2 separate regions of the Mus musculus genome follow, and region 2 is linked to region 1. The links are chromatin contacts, called in public targeted proximity ligation maps. All regions are on one chromosome and are shown on one strand. The core of a region is the stretch at or near the end of the contact, and the rest is flanking DNA. Distances in the headings are between cores, read along the strand shown.

The links.
Region 2: a contact with region 1 is called in a targeted proximity ligation map of extraembryonic endoderm stem cells. A contact is called at or near these places in 2 of 484 Hi-C or Micro-C datasets (the HPC-7 cell line and liver), 7 of 130 datasets of targeted methods (the 230-238 cell line, embryonic stem cells, extraembryonic endoderm stem cells and 2 more) and 1 of 9 other capture datasets (pancreatic islet).

Annotation. Positions count from the first base shown.
Region 1 is chr19:29,674,037-29,677,999 of GRCm38.p6, forward strand. No RefSeq gene overlaps it. Among named protein-coding and RNA genes, the nearest start is that of Gm36126, 8.2 kb to the right of the region's middle.
Region 2 is chr19:29,938,465-29,942,549 of GRCm38.p6, forward strand. The region is part of intron 1 of Il33 (interleukin 33); the gene reads left to right. Among named protein-coding and RNA genes, the nearest start is that of Gm41832, 13 kb to the left of the region's middle.

The sequences.
Region 1 (3,963 bases), core at 600-3,099:
TAATTGCAAAGCACATTTTTCAGTGTGTATTGGGCTTGTCTGTATAGATATCCTGGGACGTGTGTGCACCCGTTAGAAGTCTGACTGGGCATTAGATACAGTTAAGGCTTACTCAAAGGAGTTACAAAGTCATTGCAAGAACCCAGTTACCCAATACTGGGCCATTGTTCCTAAAGTAAAAGCAGGGTGAGGTGCTATGGGCCTCCAATTCCAGCATGGGAACTGACTAAAGTCTGTGAGGATGTCCTGGATGCAGAAGATTGTGGCGTGAAGGGCTCTGAGCAGGTGCCTGGAGCCCAGTCTAGGGCAAGCTGGGAAGGTGAGGGACCAAGCCAATGAATAAAGGCATTTACATTTCTGTGACTCTGAGAAGTGACAGGGGTCCGGTCACGTGGGAGCTGGCACTAGCAAGGACCCTCAGGACTTGCAGAGAAGAACTAGTCAGGATGTCCTAGAACTGTTGGCTTTCGAGCTCCTTCTCTAAGAAAGGCAGAGGCCCCTCTCATCCCTCCCGACCCTCGGTACAGGCTACACAGTGCTGGGAAACCTTCCAAGTGATCTTCCTGCGAGCCCACATCTGCCTGTATGCCACGGAGGCCCCCTCGTTCCTCTCGGGCACGTGGCGGTGGAGTTGTAAGGAAAGGCACCTCCGAAAGCTAAACGGGATAAAACTGCGAAAGAAGCTGAATGCTGAGGAGGGGCTCCATTCACGTTGTGCGAAATGGCCGCCTTTCCTCTCCTGATGGTCCTGAGATTAAAATAAAAAAGTTTAATAGCAACACACATCCTCTCCAGCTCATCACAAAGTGAGCATGTTCAGTGGAAACTGGAAGGACGGATGGACAGGCGATGCGTGAGAAACTCAATTCGTACCACCATGATGCTGCCCGGGGTGGGTCGGGGTGGGGGCGGCGTCAAGTTGCTGAGTTCCTTAAGTTTTTCCTATCTGCCCAGCTCTGCCCAGGTCCTTCTTATAAATATGAACTTATTTCACTTTCCAATAGCCTTGATGGATGGGTGTTGATTGTCCTGTTTTGTAAGACTGTGAGACCTACAGAAGCCGAGTATCCCATTGCAAAGATCCAAGTTGTTGGGTTGTTGGGCAAGAGTCCTAACTGGAACGTAACCTATCCTAGTGCGTCTGTCTCCAGGCCGTGTCTTCTGTTACTCTGCTTTCTCTTTTGCTTTCTTCCTTATTTATAAGAAGAAAGTCCTTTTTAAAATGTTACCGCAGTCACTTTTTATTGATTTAATTTAATTTGGGGGTGGGGTGGGGCAGGGTACTTCACAGCCCTGGGGATTGAACTCAGGTCCCCAGGTTTACACTGCAAGCGCCTTTACCTGTGGAGCCATCTCAACTGGCTCTGGAAAAGTCCTTTTGAGACAAGATTCTAGTCGGAGGCCGAGGCAAGGGGACAACAGTGAATGTGAGGCCAGCATGGTCCACAAGCAAGACTCTGCTTCAAAAAAACCAAACCAAACAAACAAACAAAATCCCCAAGCCCAGCCCAGATCTTCTCCGTGTTAAAATATGCCTTAATGGAACTCTCCTGCCAGCAGAGGTGAGTGACTGGCTGCCCTTCTGGGACTTCCTTGTTCTGTTCGGTCTCCAAACACTTCCTCATTTTTCTTTGCTCCAGAACAGCTGTATGGGATGGTCCCGTGAGAAGACAGACTCCGTCTCACAGATGAGTTAACACGGGGTCAGAGGGATTTAATGACTCCTGAAAACTATGCAACCTCACCTTAAAACCAAATAAGAAAGACGTTTCCCCACCCCCAGCCTCTTTCTCCTGGCCCGGAATTGCAAATGATTAGATCAGAGAGAGGATTCTAGAGCTAAGGTCAGGCTCTGTGGCAAAGGCCAGTGATCAGCTAGCAACGCCTCTCATGAGTCAGGAAAGATAAAAACTGAGGACCACGGGCCTCGTGTCTCAACTTACCCTAACTTTCCAAAGCCTGACATTAATTATTTCTTAAGAACTGTGTTAGTTTTCTTGTGAGCATGGCCTGGTTCAGGGTTGATGCTCCACACAGAGAGGTACTAGAATTTATTGAGAAGCAACTGTCTACCAGGCACTGGACTAGGCTATACAGCTGTATTTTCTTTTATTTACTGCCATTCAAGTTGTTTCTCAACAAGCATTCAGATCCAAGTAAACTTAGGCATGATCTCAAGAAGCTGTTGGGAAAACGTATCTCCTAGCAGAGACTTCTTAGAAGCCAATATAAGCTCAGAGAGCTTCATAAAGAAGAACGTATAGATGGGGGAATACCTCAGTACTTTGGGCATACATTTTTCTGCCACGGAACACAATGAGCCATGTTCCATTAATTTTTAAAACTCTACTTATTTAATGTGTGTGGTGTGTGTGTGTGTGTGTGTGTGTGTGTGGTGTGTTGGAGGGTATTTCACCATGTATGTGCAGAGGTCAGGAAACAACTTGAGGCAATGGCTCCTCTCCTTCTATCATGTGAGTCCTAAGGTTCACACTCGGGTCATCAGATTCGGCGGCAGGTGGCTTTAACCTTGAAGTCATTTGGCCAGGCATGTTTCTATTCACTTTTGTCTCTCACACTTGTCTGGCTCTACACTAATTCAGAATGATCAACGAGGGATGCAATAAAGCTGATTTGCTAATTAGGCAAACAGGAACATGCTGTGGACCGTAGCTCTAGTGGCCATAAAAGTTATAACCTCCCACGCTCACCCTGAACCACCCTGCCCACTTTTTTTTTTTAACCTAAGAGCTTTATATTTATTCTGTGTATGTGCCTTCAACACTTTCACAACAATTTTCTGCTCCTCCATAAGGAAGCAAGCTCCATCCCATAATAGCTTTGGTTGCTTTTTTTTTTTTTTTTTTTTTTTAAACAAGCTCATAAGGACTAGGTTTGATATGCTGAGCCTGGAAGTATGCCTGGGTACACATCACATGTGCACTGGGGTGCTTTCCCAACCTTCTTGGTGTAAAGGTGAACGGTCCCACCGCCAGGGTATTGAAACAGCCTGGTCTTGTTAGAGGTGGCACTGTAGAAAGGCCTATGACTGTCGAGTGTTAGACCAGGTTGAACGCCTCCAAGCATGGTCTCAGAAGAGGAAAAGGAAACTTTTTTTTTTTTTGGTTTAATCAACAGTCAACATTTAGTGACTTCAGCAGATATCTTAATATGGACAACACCTTTGGTCCACATGTGTGTGTGTGTGTGAGAGAGAGAGAGAGACAGAGACAGAGAGAGACAGAGACAGAGACACACACACACACACACACACACAGAGAGAGAGAGAGAGAGAGAGAGAGAGAGAGAGAGAGAGAGAGAGAGAGAGAGAGAGAAGGTCCCATTGTATAACTTTCCCTGACTGGTCTGGAACTCACTGTGTATACCTGGCTGGACTCAAACTCACAAAGATACTCCTGCCACACCTGAGTGCTGAGATTAAAGGTGTGTGCCACCTCATCTGGCTGGTCCACAATTAAAAAAAATAAAGCTCTCTATTTTTTTTTTAAGATTTATTTATTTATTATATGTAAGTACACTGTAGCTGTCTTCAGACACTCCAGAAGAGGGAGTCAGATTTCATCATGGGTGGTTGTAAGCCACCATGTGGTTGCTGGGATTTGAACTTCGAACCTTCAGAAGAGCAGTCGGGTGCTCTTACCCACTGAGCCATCTCACCAGCCCCTTTTTGTTTGTTTTTGTTTTGTTTTTCCAGATGGTTTCTCTGTGTAGCTCTGGCTGTCCTGGAACTCACTCTGTAGAGCAGACTGGCCTCGCACTCAGATGAGATCTGCCTTTGCCTCCTAAGTGCTTGGATTAACACTTGAGTCACCACTGCCTGGCACAAACGTGCATGCTACCAAAGACAAGGTGTTCTTCATGTTTTAATTATCCATGGTCATATCGTCATATATGGGACACTACCTCTGCCCAGGGAGGAGCTGAGGGTGATGGCTTCAAGGT
Region 2 (4,085 bases), core at 682-3,181, 260 kb after region 1:
GCACCCCAGGGTGTCTGAAGTCTTGATTATGACTCTCACTCACAGGGCCGAATGATCCCGATCGCACTGATCTAATGCCACATAGGGAGTTGTAATCTCAGGATGGAGAGGAAGTTTGCTGGGCTGTGAGGGAAGCAATAGATCTGGAATGTAACAGGATTAGATCTCCCCACCCATTTCCTTAAAGTGTTTGCTTGAGCTTTTAGACATTGTACCTTGGGTAAATTACTTACATTATCTGTGCTCCATTTTCTTCATCTGGGTATGACAGAACATAGTACCACCCTGGCAAGATTGCTGTGATGACCAAGTTAATTATATAAAGTATGGTACTTGGCACACAATACTTAATCAAGTGTGAATTATATATATTATATATGTAACTATATAAAACACTTAATGCAGCACAAACCAGTCACATGGTGCTTATTCAAGGGTCAAATATATTAAATGTATTTTATTACATTTATTAATATATTAATATGTAATAAATTAATATATTTACAATATACTAAATGTATAATGTAAATTCCAAAAATGTGTCCCTGGTTGGGAATAGAAAAAAGAGAAACTGAAACAAACACTTTATTCCTATTTGATATTTCATATTTATTTTGAATTTCTATAAAAGTCATTTATGTATTTACTTACTAAGTTTTACTTAAAAACCTATTCTATATGTAGGAGAAAAATTTGTTTTGCCCTTCAGAGTTAAACTAAAGCCAAAGGTCTATGTGTTAAGCACATCCTTCACGTGGTTACACGCACCTTTCCTCTAGTGCTAACAGTTCTGAATACATAAAAACAAAATGAAACAGCAAACACCACTGTGGGCTCACCTGTGCGTGGGAGCTAACAGTGGACAGAGGGGACCAGGATGGCATCCTAGGAGTGAAAAAGGAGTAGGTGCAGAAGCAGGTACCCAAGGGGGATTCTGGGAGACAGGAGACACCACGCAGGACACATACACTCGCCTTGCTTTTAAGACAGGAAACCTGATAGAACAGTGAAAGGTCCAAGAAGTGGGGGTGGGGATATGCAGTATGGGGATCCTGAGCCTAGGATCCTAGGACCAGGAAGCCAGTCTATCTTTTTCAAAATCACACCAAACTTAATGCACACACATCAGGGACATTCAAAACACGTGTAAGTATAGAGTAGGTTTTGAGAGGAAGCCAGGAAATAAAAGGATGCCCTGAGCTGAATAAATTGAATGGTCAACCTAAGATTGGAGAGCATGGGCCAGCCGGAAGGTCAGCTACTCTACTTTAGGAAGTGTCGCCACCCAAGAACAAGAAGTCTGAGTCCCATTAGGATAAGATAAATAAAACATTAGGATTACGCTCCAGGGGTCAAAATGAAACATTTTCCGGCATCACTGGCAAGGACAGGTGAGCCAGGCTCTGCAGGTGTGGAAGCAGGTGGGCACTGATGAGTGACAGACACCTGTGCCCTATGACGTAAAAGGTACAGGGTGTGGAGGGAGATGATAGAGGCTGATGGGGAGGACACTATATCCAAAGAAGCAACAGCAAGGCAGAGCAGAGAATCACAGATAATAAAAGCTGGGGCTGGAGAGAAGGCTCGTGCTTAAAAGCACCTGGTATGCTTCCGGAAGACCCAAATTGGGTCCCTAGGATCTATGTGAGAGAGCTCACATCTAATACCCTCTTTTGATCCCCTTGGGCAAAAACAGGTATGTGTGTGTGTGTGTGTGTGTGTGTGTGTGTGTGTGTGTGTGCAAATTAATTTTTAATAATTAAAAACCAATACTAAGTGCCTCTCACTTTAAAGGCTTAAAGGAAATCTTTCCAGTAATAATGTGGTCCTCGCCCTCTTCTGGAGGGTGATCTGTCTAGACTCATTGCTTTGTCAGCTTTCTCCAGGGAGCACTTCCTTTCCCAGGGAGAGGGAAATTTCAGAGCAGTGGGAGGAAGGAAAGAGAAAGTAACTCAGCTCCGAGGAGGAGGGAGCTTTCACGACAGCTTTCCCTTCCCTTATTCCAGCCTCCGCCTGAAAGGAAGTGAAAACCAAGAGGGCACAGAGTTGGTGTAAGAGACCCACTGTGCGTCAGCATTGTCCTGTGATGAAGTCACTCTGTCTTAGAAAGCTTAGCCATCGACTATCAGCTAAGACCATGTGATGGTTTCAACTTGATATAACTTACAATGTCTGGAGAAAAGAGCCTAATCAAGGGGGTGTGTGCAGCGGGCCACACTGTACGGATGGCTTTGGGGGATGGTCTTGGTTAATGGACGTGGAGGGATCTAGCCCACTGTGAGTGGCACAATTCCCTGGTGAGGAGGAGGGGACTTCTAAGCAGTATAGGAATGGAGAAACTGAGCTGAATGCAAACAAGCCAGCCCGTAAGCATTTGTTTCCTTCTCTTGACTGCGATGAGATGTGAACAGCTGTTTAAAGTTCCTGTCTTGACTTCCCCCACGGGGGTACATAACCTGAAATTATGAACTTAAGTAAAACCATCCTTTTCCCAAGTTGCTTTTTGTTGGAGTATTTTATCACAGCTGTAGAAATAAAACTAAAGCAGATCATTTGGGGACACTGCCTCTTTCTATGCACTAGCAATATGTCTTTGAGATTCCCATCACAGACTCATGAATCTTCTCATGTTAGACCATAAAGGCTTGACACAGCATAAACTAGAACTTAGGCCCTGGAATTCAACATCATCCCATTCTAGCAATGTTCCCCATGCCTTCAGGGAAAGAGCTTGTTATCAGATCCGGCTTTACTTACAATTAGCAGTGTGGCCCTTGCCAGACCATCCCTGGGCAAGAGGTGAGCTACTGTTTACGCCGCTAACAGGGAGATAACCATATGCAAATAGCTAGTGAAAAGGCTCCTGGCTCACATAAGATGAATGGCCAAAGCTGTGAAGCTGTAGTCACCTCACGGACACTGTCCTCACTCAGGAGTGTCTTAATGGCTACAGATGACTCAGCAGTTAAGAGCGCATGCTGTTCTTGCGAAGGACCTGGGTTTAGCTGCCAGAACCCACATATGGCAACTCACAACCACTGGTAAATCCAGTTCCAGGGATCTGAGACCCTCTTTAGCCTGTGTAGGCACACACTCACACACATGCATGGTGTGCATAAATGCACACAGGCACGTACAGTGCACATACATTTTTTTAAACAATATATATATTATATGTTGTTTTATTTTATTTTTTTAAAGACTGACCTATTGTAAACTCCTCGCTCACCCTTCTTCTTGGCCTTCAGATGTTTCTTGTATAGTAGCCATAGTTTTTTTAAAAGGGAAAGGCCAGGACCCAAAGCTCAGTTGGTAGAGTGATTGCTTAGCATGAGCAAAGTCCTGGGTTCTAGGCACGATGGAGACAGAGTCAAGAGAGTCAGAAGGCCCAGACTGGGTCACTGAGCTTAGGTACAGTGGGCAAAGGTGCTTCCTGCTAAATCTTGTAAGTTTGATGCTTGGAACCCGTGTAGTAAAAGAGAGCAGCCGTCCCTGCAAGTTGTCCTATGATATTCATGGCCCGTGACTAACAAATAAATGTAATTTTAAAAAGTCCTCTACGCAGCGACTTGTATCGAGGTCTGGGATATGTGAATTTTCATCTAGAAGAAGAAGAGGAGGAGGGAAGGAAAGAAAAGAGAGAGGGAAGGGAGGAAGGGGCAGAGGGAGGAAGGGAGGTAAGAAAGAGAAATGAAAAAAAAAAAAAGGTCAAATCACATCCATATTGCTTAAAACCTTTTCTTTGGCTCCTTCTGTCTTTTAAGTTGAGGCTAGGCTACTTCCTTTGGCTTCTTGAGCCCAACCAAACATGCCTCCTGCTCTCTACCATCTCTACCCCCATCTACTATGTTCCTGATAGCCTATTGTGGTTCAACCAGGCTCCCCCTGTTCTTTAAGCAGATTATGCCCATCTTGAACTGAACCATTACCCTGGAGTGTTCTTTGCACAGAAGGCGTTTCTGCCCCACCCCCAGATTCCTTGCACTTTGTGGAAGGACCTTTGACATTAAGTTGGGACTGCCCTTCCTCAGCACCAGCTCCTTTCTGGGTTCCTGACGTCAGTGTTCGGGAAGATTGTATTTGCC